5 separate regions of the Mus musculus genome follow, and regions 1, 2, 4 and 5 are each linked to region 3. The links are chromatin contacts, called in public ChIA-PET, HiChIP or PLAC-seq and promoter capture Hi-C maps. All regions are on one chromosome and are shown on one strand. The core of a region is the stretch at or near the end of the contact, and the rest is flanking DNA. Distances in the headings are between cores, read along the strand shown.

Region 1 (2,700 bases), core at 74-2,573, 570 kb after region 3:
TCTGCACTTCGATGCCCTCGGTTTTCCACGTACAGTAACCCTATGTTCTCCAATACCATATTTAGTTTGTGTCTGCCCTCTCAAAGTCATGTCTTGCTCACCCTGCCCCACACTGCATCCTCCAAGCCTCTGTTTAAAAGTCAGCACCTACCTTCCCATGGCCTTGTTAAGTCCCTTCTCTTCACCCCCATTACTCTTTATACCCAGTTAGAGTTAGTTCATGCATCGTTTATCTTTATTGCACCTTATTGGTTTTTTTCTTGGAGCTGAGGACTTGCACTTGCTAAGCAAGCACTCTACCACTGGGCTAAATTCCCAACCCCTCATCTAATTATCAATCTCTGTACACCTGTCTCTTTCTCGGACAGGTTTTGAAGGCACTGTTTGATCTTTTTCATCCCTAATTTCACAAACGTAGCACACATTATAACACTATCCAATGCATAACTGGATGTGTTAAAGTATCCTTTAAGAAAGTACTTTTCCCAAAACATAAAATCTAAACCTGGGACTCAAAGGGATCCTCTTGTAACTACTATCCCACGTACAGCTGGTTAGTTTACTAAGGTTGCAGGGATAGTCACAGAAAATGAGGAAGTGGGGGGAGCCGGTTTGGGTGTGTTTATGTTTTAATTTTACTTTTGAAATGCTAAAGAAAGAACCCAGCAGGAGAAAGCATAAGCTGCTTGCCTAAAACTGCACCTCGCAGCTAGCCTGAGGCTGCGCGGGTCTGCGCCCTGGGTCACCCTCGCAGGCAGCAATCCGGGCAGCACCTTCCCACCACGCCCGAGCAGAACCCCTGGGTCCAGTGCCCAGGACACGCCCTGCACAGTCAGTTCTCCTGCCACCTCACCCTAGGCCGTCTTCCCCAATCTCAGTAGAACTAACCGGTGGAGGAGCTGGGTGGGGCTCCCCTGCCGCAGCGCCTAGCGAAGGCAGAGGCCTCCAGGTTTCTACCCGCCGCCTCCGGAGCTCGAGAAGGCTCGGGCGCCAACCTTGCTACCAGCCATACAGCCAGCTGCTCTTCCGGGTCCGTGCGGTCCCAAGCCACCCGGCGCACCCGCCCGGCTGAGCCCCTGGGAAAACCCGAGCTTGGTCCCTCGCCCGCGCACCCCCAAGCCCTCGGCACTCACAGCCATAGTGCGGCCGGACCACACCCAGGCCATCAACCTCCTCCGCGGCGGACATGGCGGCCGAGTCCAGGTCTCCGGTGAGGAAGCGCAGAGACCTTGAAGACGCGGGCGACCGTAGCAGCAGTAACTCCTGCCCAGTGCGCGGGCTGTCGCTGTCCTCAGAGCCCCGCCCCGCGCCATCGGCCCCACCCTGCAGGTCCCGCCCCGCAGACCCCGCCCTTGAGTCCACGCCCAGCTGCGCTCCCCGGAGCGAGCGGAAGGGGCGTGGTCAGTATTACAGGACCCGCCCCTGCCCTCTTCGCTCTCCACTTGCGGAAGCGAGGAGGCGGGGTGCTGTAGCGAGTCCCTAGGCCGGCTTGGTCCGTTGTCCCGACACTCCTCCGCTGTCGCCCTATCTGCGGCTCTGACTAAAAGGCCGCCAATGTCTACAGCTTGAAATCCAAATGTTTTTAGGCGCCTGCCTTCTCCTGACAACTGAGTTAACCCCCTCTGCACCGCGGCTCCTTCAAGGAGCCGTTGCAAGTGGCCCAGAGTGTGATTATTGGAAGCAAGTAGGACCCACTGTCAGGAAAGACTCCCACTCCTACTCTCTGCTACATTCTGTCAATCTGACCTCTGTTCTCCCCAACAGTGCTAAAGAATAGAACTGCTCAATCTCTTAAACTGGGGGATGACGATGCTCACGCGGAAGAGCTGTTTATCAGCTCTTTACAATCTGCAAGATCTTAGGGGGGTTATCTTGACCCTATTAATAAGGATGCCTCGTCTCTTTACCCTTGTGATCTTTTAAAGTGCCAGTATTCAACCGAATTCTATTCTGAACCAGCCTGGATTGGAGTGAATCACTGGCTCTAATAATAATAATAATAATAATAATAATAATAATAATAATAAAGTAAAAGTCCCATTCTCAGGACTCTTACCCTCACCATAAACAGTTGATGGCTTCTACTTACAATCCAGACCATCTAGAAGCCCCTCAGTAGTTCCAAACTATCTAACGTGCATTTTTGGACCTCTCACAGACACTAAAACCTGTCAAACGTTGATCCTGTTCCTGCCCCACTCTCTGGAAGTGTTCCATCACCAGTCACACACACACCCCAGGTTCCTCGACTCACCTCTATTTCTGAAGCATCTAGTTTTGTTTCTGTCCCCACCTGTGATAACACTTTTTTGATCATCATAATCTCTATTCTCACTTGTGCCAACCAGATCATCATGATTGCCAGCATGCTCTTTCCAAAGTACGGAGTTCTTTGGGAAGGGGGACAAGTCTCACTATGTAGTTCTGGCTGTCCTGGAGCCCACTAAATAGGCAAGGCTACCCTTGAAGATCCACCTGTCTCTTCCTCCTGATTGCTAGAACTAAAAGCATGTGCCACCACACCCAGCTTCCGAGTTCTTGTCATAGATGTAATTTTTCCTGTTACTCCCTTCACAGTGCAGTTTGTGTACTTTCCCATGCCAGGTGGGCACCTTTACAACCCAATTCCAGGCTCTTTGTTCCAGCCATTTTCAATTTACTAGCTCTTTCCTTACAAACTTTCTTCTTAGTTGGGCATGT
Region 2 (2,700 bases), core at 179-2,678, 550 kb after region 3:
CAGGAGGATTTCTGAGTTCAAGGGCAACCTGGGCTACACAGAGACCCTGGGGAGAGGAAGGGAGAAGAGGGAGAGAACAAAAGAGAGAGGGGGGAGAAGGGGGAGGATAGAGTAAATTAGCTCAGCTGGCCTTCCTGAGGCCCTGTGATCGGAACCTAGCTGTCTTCATTGAGACTGCCTTTTAGGTGAAGGCTGCTGGCCCGCCACCTGGACAGACACTATCATGGCGAGTGTCTAAGATGTCGCTTCCATAGATGTATGAGTTGATAAGAGACACGACATACAGAAAGGGGGGTACAAGAAGTGGGGAAGGAGTGGGGATCAGTCCAGGATGGGGGGAAATCCAGGGCCAGGGTTGTGTGTGTTCAGTCATTGTGAGGAAGATGTAGGCGTGCCTACAAGAAAAGAACAAAGATGGAGGACTCAATAAAGAAAGCAGGCCTGGGAAGAGTGGAGGTGACAACAGCTAAGATAGGAACATGCCCTACCCTACCTGAGCAAAGAGGGAAGGAAGCAAGAGTAAGCAAGAATGACACGATATCTGACCCCACTGGACTTCCGTTTCCCGTCTGTAACACGGACAGGAGCAACACCTAACACCTCCTAAAGTTGGTGTGAGGAGTGGAGGTCATACACACTAAGAGCTAGGAGGGAAGTAGTTAGTTAGCTATATATCCGTGTGTGTGTTGGGGGGGGGTAATAAGTCAGTTAGCTATATATGTGTGTGTGTGTGGTAATAAGTTAGTTAGCTATATATCCATGTGGTGTGTGTTTGTGTTTGTGTGTGTGTGTGTGTGTGTGTGTGTGTGTGTGTGTGTGGTAATAAATTAGTGGTGGCGCACGCCTTTAATCCCAGCATTTGGGAGGCAGAGGCAGGCAGATTTCTGAGTTCGAGGCCAGCCTGGTCTACAGAGTGAGTTCCAGGACAGCCAGGGCTACACAGAGAAACCCTGTCTCTAAAAACAAAAACAAAACAAAACAAAAAAAAGTAAGTTAGCTATATATCTGTGTGGGGTGTGTGTGTGTGTGTTAATAAGTAAGTTAGCTATATATTCGTGTGTGGGATGTGCGTGTGAGGGGGGGGAGGGGAGAGAGAGAGAGAGAGAGAGAGAGAGAGAGAGAGAGAGAGAGAGAGAGAATGTAAGACTGCTCAATTCCCAGAAATAAATCTTCTAGAGGCGGAGCTCCGTGGTTACATAATACTTGTCTACCTGGTCCTACTGATAACATTTTTCAGTTCTTGGCCCTACCCATTCTGCCACCAGGGAAACAAAGCCGTGCCTATCCCAGAACGCTACAGTGGCAAGGCTAAAACAAGCCCGGACCAAGAGCATACATATGCAGAAAAGCATCAGGGTGGGAATCTGAATTAGGGGTCTGTGAAGAGGAAACCAGTGGAACAAGTTCTGCAGAGCACATGACTTCAGTGGTTTCCCCGCTCTGTGCAATACAGAAGGGGAACCGACCAATGCCGGAACTGGCTGCCCCAACCGCTGAGAATCAGTTCCTCCAGGAGCAGAAACTCAAGCTGCCACACCCATCCTGCCCAGTGGAACTCCAGGCCAGGATTACCCTATGCTAGAAACCTCCCAAATATGGTCAGCTAGTCCTATACTGGGGATTCCATTAAACCACCCTTACACGCAACCCCTGGGTGTGCAAGCGGCCTGAGGAAATCGACAGTGTGTGCCAGGTACAGGCCAGGGAGAAAACCAGCAAGCCGAAGACAGCAAGCACTGTGTGTCACAGGAGGCTCCCTGGGCAGCCCGCTTCCCAGGGAAAGCCTTTGGGGTTGAGGGGACCAGAAAAGGGGTTTCATAGGAAGAAACAGGTCAGGCTGAAGGAGACAAAGAAAATGTGCAAACTCTTTGCGTATTTGAAACAGGAATGAAGGGATAAAATTTGATTTAATGTCGGGTGTGGTGTCAAACACCTGTAATTCCAGCACTGGGAGGTAGGGAAAAAGGGCTTGGGAGTCCAAGGTCACCCTTAGCTACAAGCCAAACTACCTGAGCCAGTCTTTAAAAAAAAACAAAAAACTTTGAACTTTGATTTTAAAAGATTATTCTGAGCAGTAGGAATAAAAAGAAGGGGCCTGCAGAGGAGAAGGCATGAGATGAAAGAAAATTCTACAGTAGTGAGGGGAAAACACAAAAGCTTGTTTCCAGGCTAACGAGCAAAATGAGAACTCTGGATGGCATCTATACTTTTTTTGGTTTTTTGAGATAGAGTTTCTCTGTATAGCCCAGGCTGTCCTGGAACTCACTCTGTAGACCTGGCTGGCCTCGAACTCAGAAATCCACCTGCCTCTGCCTCCCGAGTGCTGGGATTAAAGGCGTGTGCCACCACTTTGCTCAGCGAGCAAATGATTTTATTAAGAGCTGGATCAGAAAAGGTGTCTCTCATAGCAACGGGTCCTCTGTCTGACTGGGTTGGTAAAAACTAACAATTCACTGAATATTACAAATGAATTTTATGTCATCTAAGTTAAAGTCTACAAATCTTTTTTTTCATTGAATTTATTTATTTGTTTATGTGTGTGCCACAGAGTATGTGCGGAGGTCAGAGGACAACTTGCAAGAGGAGGTTCCAGGGACTGAACTCAAGTGTCGGGCTTAGCGGCAAGGCAAGCAAAGCACCTTTACCCACTGAGCCAACTTCCAGAATGTTTCATTTTAAATAATTAAAAACGAAAACAAA
Region 3 (2,700 bases), core at 191-2,690:
CTGGTAACTTGTCAGAAGATCACCTTTCATGAGACTAGAGCTGAGACAATGAAGGAGAGACTCCATCTTGCCCAGGACTGCTGCTTAATTTTACATACCCTTGCCCTTTATTTAAATATAAACCTCACATCAGCTGGACATGAAGATTGACTTAAAGATGGGGGGAGGAGCGGTCATGTCCATTCTTAGCTTTTTTTTTTTCCCAGTATGGCCACATTGGATACATTTCGTTTCTCTGCTTTTCAATATTGTCCCTTTCCTTGGCCTACTGAGGACAGGTAGCACAGCCTAGCTGGTTAGGACTGCCTGTGTGGGCCAAGTACCTGGACTCTAACATTACAGTAACAAAAACACATGTTACCTCCACTCCAGAGACTCCTCTCAGCCACCACCTCTTTCCCAGTAGAATTTCATTGTGGGGCTAGGAACCTAACTCAAGCGCTCTGGCCAGCAAATCACTTATAGTGTGCTTTATAGTCAAGTTCTCAGAACTCTCTGAACCTGATTCCTTGATCTGTAACCTCCTCCTGAAGTAATGTGTGGATCACTCAGGAGCTACTGGGCAGAGTAAGGGTTCAGTAAACGTTAACGGTTACTGAATTAAACAGGTAAAGTTGGGATTGGAGCGAGCCACGTACAAGACCTCTTGGTTTTGCCAGAGGGCAAAGTCCGCAAAGAGTCACAGCAGTTCCTTTTAGAAGCGAGCAGGAAGCTCGGCAGTGAGGAGGCTAGAGGAGCTCAAACAGTTCAACTTTTCCTGGATACACAGAAGTGTTTGCGTGGTGCAAAGGTGAGGCTCTGGAGCGGGTGGGACTTGCACTCTGAGCCTCCGACTCCAGATCCAGTGATCCTGACATCCCAGAAGCACAGCCCCACCCTCGGAGGTGAGACGTCCAATCCGTATCCCGCGAGAAAAGTACCCGCAAAGCCCTCCCCTGGCAATCCCGAGTTGGAGGACCGGGGTCAGGGCAGCACTCACAGGAGGATCTCCTGCTTGGTCAGGAACGTCAGGTCCTGAAAGGCAAATCCAGACAAGGGTCTGCAAGCCGCCCGAAAGCCACGGCCGCCCCGCCACCTGTTCCCCGAACCCCACTCCCCTGCGCGGGCTCGCACGCGAGCTCCGCGAGAACTGGCGCCCCGCGCACCTGGTACTCGGCCAGCAGCTCCTTAGACAGGCGACTGCCCGAACCTCCCATCGCCGCGGTGCGCGCACAGCTAGGCCAACTCTCCCCGGGACGCCGGCAACTTTCTCACTTCCGTCCTCGGGGCCGCGTCCCCGCCCAGTCCCCGTAGCAACCGCTGCCTGGCCTCCGCCCCCGGGCCCGCCCCTGCCTACAGTGCCCCGCCACCCTTAGCGCCGCTCAGCGGGCCGGCTCCCGGCTCCCCGCGGGCCCAGGAGAGCTGGAGGGAGGGCCCGGGGAGGAGCCGGACGCATCGGGGCGGGGCCCAGGCCTCGTGGCCCCGCCTTCTAGTGGGCGGGGCGGAACGAGCCATGCGCACGTGATGCAGACTGCGCCTGCGTCGCGGTCTTCACGCGTTTGCTGAGTTCCGGGACCCGTCTGTGCACTGAGCCTTGAGATGCATCCGCCTCACCTAAATCAAGTGCAGAAGACCCCAGCTCTGGGTGGAGGCGGGTAACCTCCATACTCGCTCCCGGGCTGGAGGAGATCCGGTGCCCCTCTGCGGATAGGGTCAGTCCTAGACTGTCTCACGGGACAAGAGCTGCAGCCTCTGCCACCGTGCCAATTCTTCCAGAAGAAGCTTAGCTTCCTCTTGAAGTGGCTCTTGAAGGTGTTTACTGGATTGTGCAGTTATCGCCCATTCGTGGAACAGTTAGCAAGGTAGGCTTCCATTTTACAAACAGGTTCAATTTCAGTGATGTGTCCGGACTCCGGTATTTAGAGGTCAGTTCTGTCCACAGGTCCCTCCTGCTGTTTTATCGTCACAGCTGGGGTGCCTCCTTTGATTCCTCCCACAAATTGCGAGCTTCCAGCTGTAGGAACCAAGATTTGCCCTTCTCTCCTCTCAAATAATAATCAGATGCAAGTATGAACATATTTACACTGTGTGAAAAAGTGAAGATTCCAAGCTTCCGGAGGAGGAAATGTGGATTTTGTGATCTGGGTGGTCAACTTGGTTGGATCTGGAGTCAAGGAGAAGGGAAACAGCTTGACACTCCTGTGAGGGATTTTCTTTTTTCTTTTTTTTTTTTTTTTTTGCTTCGTCACCTGGCACAACAGGGCCAAGTCAATTACAATTTATTTGAGAATATTTTAACTTCGTACTGGACTGGTATTCATTCCTAGAGAAGTCTGGTCCTTCATCCGGCCAGTCCAGCTAGATGTTCCATACCCTCTGGGTAGGAGACTGTAAACCTTGCTTCTCATGCTTCTTTCTCTCTGCTCCTTCTTTAGCCTCCAGGAGAGGTGCAGGCTCTACCGCAAAGCCCAGGGGCTATGGCTTGCTTTCCTGGTCCACTCAGGGTCTTACCTCATAGAAACCCCTGAGCAGAGGGATTTTCTTGATCAGTTTATTTGAAGTGCGAAAATCTACTGCGGCAGTGCGCTCAGGTGGCAACCCGTACCAAACGGAAACGGAAGATGGCTTTTGGCCTGTTTGCCTTGGCTTGCTGATAAGTCTCTATCCTGTACCTGCCACTAAGGATTTCCTTTAATGACATTAGAATCATAGTGTTCCAGC
Region 4 (2,700 bases), core at 56-2,555, 960 kb before region 3:
TGTTTGTGACAAGGCCTCATTGTGACAGAGGAGGACTCATTATGTAGCTTCAAAGTAAAGCAATCCTCCTGCCTCAGCTTCCTGCTGGAATAACAAACAGGAGACCGGTGCTGGCTCCTCCTCCTTGAGTTGGCTCATGCTTTCCTTGTCGGGGTCCGGAAATGTATTAAGAGAAAATTTAACATTGCTTCAAATCTAAATTCCTTCCTCTGGCTATGTGTTCCTTCTGTCTCCTGCCTCTTCTCTTGGAGCCACACTGCGTGCCTTGGCAGTGTGTCGGTGGCTGCCTCACTGGAGCTCCCTTTCGGGTTGTCAGTATTCTCTCCATCAGGCACGTGCCGTTGCGAACAGAGCCTCAGGTTCACAGAATGGTAGAACCCAGTCTAGGTGCATGGATGGAGAGGGTGAGTGATGAATAGCTAGTCTTGATAAACGCCCGTGGAACACCACGCACTGTACTGATCTTCTATCAGCAACCAGCACTTACCAAATATAGTCAGTGAGAACTCTAAAAGGCTAAAAGGCACGGCCAAGACTGCAGTCTGACTTCAAAGGTCACTTCTTCCAAGTGGCCTCCAACCACAAGGGCTGGTTAAAAGCTGAAAGATCATAGGGACTGTAACAGGTCCATAAAGTCCTGCATGTTCCCACCCACTTCCCTAGCTGAAAGAGGTCAAAGGCTGCTGCCTCCACCTCTTTGTCGCCTCCACCTCTTGCTTTCTGGTTTAGTGACTCACCACCTCTGCTCTACTAAGTTAGGACTCCACACTTCAAACACCTACGTCCTGAGCTACAGGTTCATCTTCCTGGGCACACCAGTGCTGAGAACCCCACGGCTGGGCTATCTCTTTCCCCAGTTCATCTCTATAAGACTCCGGACCTTTCTGCCCCAGAACTCAGAAAGCCATCACAATAGGCCCTCTCCTCTACTCCGTATCATCAACCATCAAACATAACCCATCCTTTAGCCGGCTCCCCTTATCCCGCCCCTCGGGGAGGACCTTACCCAATAGCATCTAGGCCCACTGGCTAAAGACATCAAAAGTAACCAATTATAGGAGAATTGCCCGCTAAGAATCTCCGCCTCCACCTTGAGGAGCAGTCCTACTGACCAATGGGCCACCATATAGACGCAACAAGCGCGATGAACAAATAGAGTGGCGGCTGGGTGATCCAATGGACACTGGGAGAGCCTTGCTTGGGGGCGTAGCAGAGGCGGTCGTCAGGGGCGTGGCGGCAGTTGCCTGGGCGGGGCCGGTAGCGGCGGGAGCTGCGCTGGCCAGGGGTTCCGGCTGTATTTCTATGAGCGCAGCCGGCAGCTGCGGAGCTGCGGGAACCGGACTCCGGGCGGGTTGGACTGCTGGAGTCAATGAGAGAAGGTAAGACCTCGGCTGGGCGAGTTCCACCAAACAGGGATCGCGCCTTGGATGCGTCGGGCCAGAACCCCGAGTTACCCGGTCCCCAGCGTGGCTCGGCCCATCGCGCCGCAGCTTGAGTGCTCCGGATCCGTGGGGACTGTTTGGGGGACTGTCACCTGGCACTGCGGGGATCTAGAGGGCCAGCTTGTCTGATGACGGGGCAGCCCAACCCATTGGTGGGATACGCCTTCCTAAAGGTCCTTTGTCCTCTCCTGCTCGAGGAACCGAGGTTGGGGACAAGGCCGACGGAGGCCTCCTGGCTGCCATCCCTCGCTCTGATCAATGCTGAAGTCTTGGTCCTGGGGGAGGTATCTGGCCGGCCAGACTCAGGGTAGAGAGTGCAGGATGCTGGAAACCTGAAAGGGCCTGACTACAAGCCCTTTCGATGGGCCGATGCATTTTGGGATCCCGGGGCTCACCTACGACCGATGGGTTCAAGTTGTAGGGAAGCAATTTTTGACCTACTTGGAGGCGCACTTTATTGAGCTTGTGGGGCAACTGTTCTAGGTGCTTCGTGGGCTTTCCCCACAAGATCTGTCCAGCAGCGCCCCGGGCTGCCTGCCAGGCCGAGCAGCCAGAGCATCGACCTTGGAAGTGCCTAGCCAGAGGCCAGATGATAGCCACCTGTCTGGGATGCTTAGGAAGGGGAGAATTGTATGAGCCATCTGTGAGGCCCTTCTCCATCCACCCATGCACTCTGAACAACATTTATTGACTGTATCGAGGATGGGACTTACCGGAGTTGGCTAGATTCCAAGGGGATGTTGAATACACCCATAATGATCTTTTTTGAGGTCTTAGCTCTCAAATGCATGTGTGCATGCCTGCGTACAAATGGAATAGATTATATTGAATGCTGAGTTAATCAAGTGGTTCACCTTAAGTGCGCAGTTGGGGGTTCCACTTTCTGGTTCCTCTTTTGTGGTGCCCTCACCTCCAGCTGGTCAAGTTTTACCTGGCCCAGAGGCAGGTTCCAAGAACAGGCTTGGGAGAGATTGCAGGATTGGCAGAGTCAACATGATCTGTGCCCAGAGCTTTTCAAGGACCATTGGGTTACAGTCACACTAAGCAGAATGCATTTCCCCTCCTCACTGCCTCCCCTCATTTGCTTGACTAGGAAGGACATAATCCTCTGAAGGTCGGGAAGCAGAAGAAATAATTATAACCCGCTTTACCCAGGTGAAGATAAATGAAGCTTTGTCCGGGTAGGCAGCCAAAAGCAGCTCAGTCCACGCTGCTGGCGGTCAGCATGATATTTAGAAGCCAAAAGGCTGATGCTCAT
Region 5 (2,700 bases), core at 22-2,521, 980 kb after region 3:
AGACTTGTACGTGCATCTTGGCTAAAGGCAATTTCTCTAGGGATCCAGCTACCAGCTGAAAAAAAACAAAACAAAACAAAAAAAAACAAAACAAAAAATCTACCCTCTAAGACTGCTAGTTGAAAACACCACAGACTGGGTGGAATAACGGGTGTCAGTACAAAAACTTTTCCTGTTTTTCAAGACACCTTGGAGGAGCCAGTCATATTTTTATAGGACAGCGTGCTTTAACTTGACAAAGGAGCCGCGTGCCAAAGGCCAGAAAAGAGAACCAGTTTCTAAAGCTGCTCCAGCCTTATCCGCTCCGGAAGCCGCCCTGTATCCTCCTTTGGTGGCGAAGATCGATGCTCAAGGACGTTGCAGCTGCCACAGGGACCAAGCACCTGTGTCTGTCACAGCAGGGACTTCAGCCCGGAGCACATCTCCGGGTCTTAACAGTAGCCAGTCCGCGGGCAGGAGTCTCAGCCACTCAGGGTCGCACCCGGGTGCGTGTAGGAAAGGTGTGGACTGAGGAAAGGAAGCTACGTCCCGGTCCCGCCAGGGTCCCGGTGGACCTAGAGAGCAAAGAAGGGCGGGAAGGCCCTCGAAGTGGCTGGCTCTGGGTATCAGATGCACACCCAGGGGCGTCGCCCTCCAGTTTCAGCTACCGAGAGGTTAAGAGACTCATCTGGAGTCACACAGCTAGCTATCTGGTAGCACTTGGGGGGCTGCAGTTCTGATCCCTGCTGGACGGACGCACAACTCTTCATTTGGTTCGGATCCTTGGGACTGTCGAACCTGGAATCGTCCTTTGGTTAAGAGGACCGGCTTTCCCTAACCAACTTCGAAATATTGCAGTCCCACAGGTCTGAGTGCAACCAGAGGCGTGACGTGCCAGGTCTTGGAGCAAGGGCTATCCCTGGTAATAACGCCTGGGACCTGGAGTGTAGTTCCCCATGGACTTCGGAACGCTTCGGACTGAGGTCCTTCCAACTGGTCTCTTAACGGACGATAGCTCCAAATCTCAAACACAGTGACCTGACAGTGAACGAACTCGGTAGCCCCTGAAGCAGAATGGCTCTGTATCCTTCAGCAAGTCCTTTCCTTTCTCCGGACGGGCTGGCTAGGTGCCCCTGCGGTCGCGGCCGCGCATGCTCTTGGACGGGCGGTACAGGGAGCGGGCGGCGGGCGCCCCAGCTGCTTTGCATTGACGCCAGCAGCCGCTGGAGGTCACCGCTGGGGGCTGGGCGCGGCGAGTTGCCCGCAAGACGCGGTCCGGAGCACGGAGCGGGAGTCTCGGATGCTCAACTCCTGGCTCGCGCAGCCGCCTCGGCGCTTCTCGACGGCGCGGCCCGACCGGAGTCGAGGCGCTCGCTCCGTCAGCGAGCGGGTCCCCAGCTCGGAGTGCGGGCGCCGAGGGCTGGGCTCCCCTACGGTAGCCCGACTAGGGGCGCTCACCCAGCCGTCCGCCGGGCCGAGGAGAGGCACCGCCAGGCGAGCGAGCGCCCGTTTCCTCGAGAGTCAGACGAGGCGAGGGCGGCGGTGCAAACGCGGCGCGGGCTCGCGGCTCCCGGTGGCGAGAGCGCAAATCTCCACCCCCGACATTTCCCCGGAAGCGCGGCGGCTGCGGCGCGCGCGGCGATGTGAGGGAGACAGCGGCGGCTCCCGCCTCAGGAAGGGCATGTTCGGAGGGGCGTCCGCGGCGCGCCTCTCGCCCCAGCGCCCCCTCCCCACGGCCGCCGCGCCCGCAGCGCAATAAAAGGGGCGGCCGCGCTTCCTGACGCGAGACCCGCGCTTGCCGCCGCCGCCCACCCGCCTGCCCGCCCGCCCGCTCAGGCCGCGATGACACGGCGCCCGCGGCGGCCCCGAGGCGCCGGGCGGGCCGTTTGCTGACCGGATCGCGGCTGCCCGCCAGCGAGTCCGCGGTGCCGCCGCCGCCAGTATGGGCTGCGCCCCGAGCATCCACACTTCCGAAAACCGAACGTTTAGCCACAGCGACGGCGAGGACGAGGACGTGGACGTGGACGTCCCGGGCCCCGCGCCGAGATCTATTCAGCGATGGTCGACCGCGCCCGGGCTCGTGGAGCCTCAGCCTCGGGATAACGGCGCCTCGAAGGTGAGCCGCACTGGGAGGGCGGGGAAACAAACGCGGGGCACTGGGGGCCCTCTAGGCAGCCGCCCTGGCGTTGACCGACGCCAGCCGCCCGCGTTTGCGGGCTGTCGCGGACCGAGGCTTAACAGGGCTATGACGCGGCGCCGCGGGATCCGCCGTGTCCGTTCCTTCCCGGCCGGGGTCGGACGCGGCGAGTCAGTTTTCTCCCAGCGGGGTGGGTGGGGGACCCGGGATATCCCCGGCACGTTCCTGACATGGTAAACCAGAGTGCACTTTGCTCTGGCATTCCCAGAGTAGAAAGGCAAGGGTTGTCCGCACTGGGAAGGGTCTTAGATGCCACCAGTTCCCCCCCCCCCTCACCCCCTGCCTAGCTTATCCCAACCTCTGTCCTCTCATTGCACAAGCAGTTTCACTTTTCCACTTTTTTGGGGGCCATTGAAATGTAACCTGGAACATAGGTTTGGCTTCACTGCACGCTTTATCTGAAGTTCAGGTTTGTTAGCATACGTGTGGTATTTAAAGCCTGTGTAATTAGAAAATACTACTGGAGACGTGACCGTGACCCTCGAAGGATTCAGCAGGGCGAAGTTAATTTTGTATGGAGGCAG

Evidence for each region. ChIA-PET counts read pairs in DNA pulled down with a chosen protein or histone mark. HiChIP or PLAC-seq counts read pairs in DNA pulled down with a chosen protein or histone mark. Capture Hi-C pulls out chosen DNA fragments and counts their contacts.
Region 1: an RNA polymerase II ChIA-PET map of memory CD8 T cells shows a contact between it and region 3, with 42 read pairs. The contact joins the promoter of Iqgap1 here to the promoter of Cib1 in region 3. A contact is called at or near these places in 1 of 39 promoter capture datasets (pre-B cells), 2 of 115 datasets of contacts at active chromatin or transcription factors (bone marrow-derived macrophages and memory CD8 T cells) and 1 of 9 other capture datasets (liver).
Region 2: an RNA polymerase II ChIA-PET map of memory CD8 T cells shows a contact between it and region 3, with 132 read pairs. The contact joins the enhancer-like site here to the promoter of Cib1 in region 3. A contact is called at or near these places in 1 of 39 promoter capture datasets (pre-B cells), 4 of 115 datasets of contacts at active chromatin or transcription factors (bone marrow-derived macrophages, memory CD8 T cells, pancreatic cancer cells and 1 more) and 2 of 9 other capture datasets (adipose tissue and liver).
Region 4: a contact with region 3 is called in a FOXA1 HiChIP or PLAC-seq map of pancreatic cancer cells. The contact joins the promoter of Abhd2 here to the promoter of Cib1 in region 3. A contact is called at or near these places in 2 of 115 datasets of contacts at active chromatin or transcription factors (memory CD8 T cells and pancreatic cancer cells).
Region 5: a contact with region 3 is called in a promoter capture Hi-C map of liver, with 4 times the contacts expected there. The contact joins the promoter of Pde8a here to the promoter of Cib1 in region 3. A contact is called at or near these places in 1 of 39 promoter capture datasets (liver) and 1 of 9 other capture datasets (liver).

Annotation. Positions count from the first base shown.
Region 1 is chr7:80,802,008-80,804,707 of GRCm38.p6, forward strand. It overlaps Iqgap1 (IQ motif containing GTPase activating protein 1), which reads right to left and starts at 1,324. Exons shown (of 38, transcript NM_016721.2): 1 at 1,134-1,324. The coding sequence starts at 1,188.
Region 2 is chr7:80,778,008-80,780,707 of GRCm38.p6, forward strand. The region is part of intron 2 of Iqgap1 (IQ motif containing GTPase activating protein 1); the gene reads right to left. Among named protein-coding and RNA genes, the nearest start is that of Iqgap1, 24 kb to the right of the region's middle. Within about 2 kb of position 1,429, at least 245 of the 459 cell types and tissues checked have an H3K27ac peak or open chromatin away from gene starts, as enhancers often do. A contact at or near this core is called in adipose tissue, bone marrow-derived macrophages, liver and 4 more, where this site is marked.
Region 3 is chr7:80,231,365-80,234,064 of GRCm38.p6, forward strand. It overlaps Cib1 (calcium and integrin binding 1 (calmyrin)), which reads right to left and starts at 1,441. Exons shown (of 7, transcript NM_011870.5): 1 at 1,146-1,441; 2 at 980-1,014. The coding sequence starts at 1,196. Gdpgp1 (GDP-D-glucose phosphorylase 1) reads left to right here and starts at 1,529. Exons shown (of 2, transcript NM_178752.3): 1 at 1,529-1,841.
Region 4 is chr7:79,271,961-79,274,660 of GRCm38.p6, forward strand. It overlaps Abhd2 (abhydrolase domain containing 2), which reads left to right and starts at 1,306. Exons shown (of 11, transcript NM_018811.6): 1 at 1,306-1,379. It overlaps Gm31510 (predicted gene, 31510), which reads right to left and starts at 1,069. Exons shown (of 2, transcript NR_169073.1): 1 at 1,007-1,069.
Region 5 is chr7:81,211,994-81,214,693 of GRCm38.p6, forward strand. It overlaps Pde8a (phosphodiesterase 8A), which reads left to right and starts at 1,272. Exons shown (of 22, transcript NM_008803.3): 1 at 1,272-2,095. The coding sequence starts at 1,922.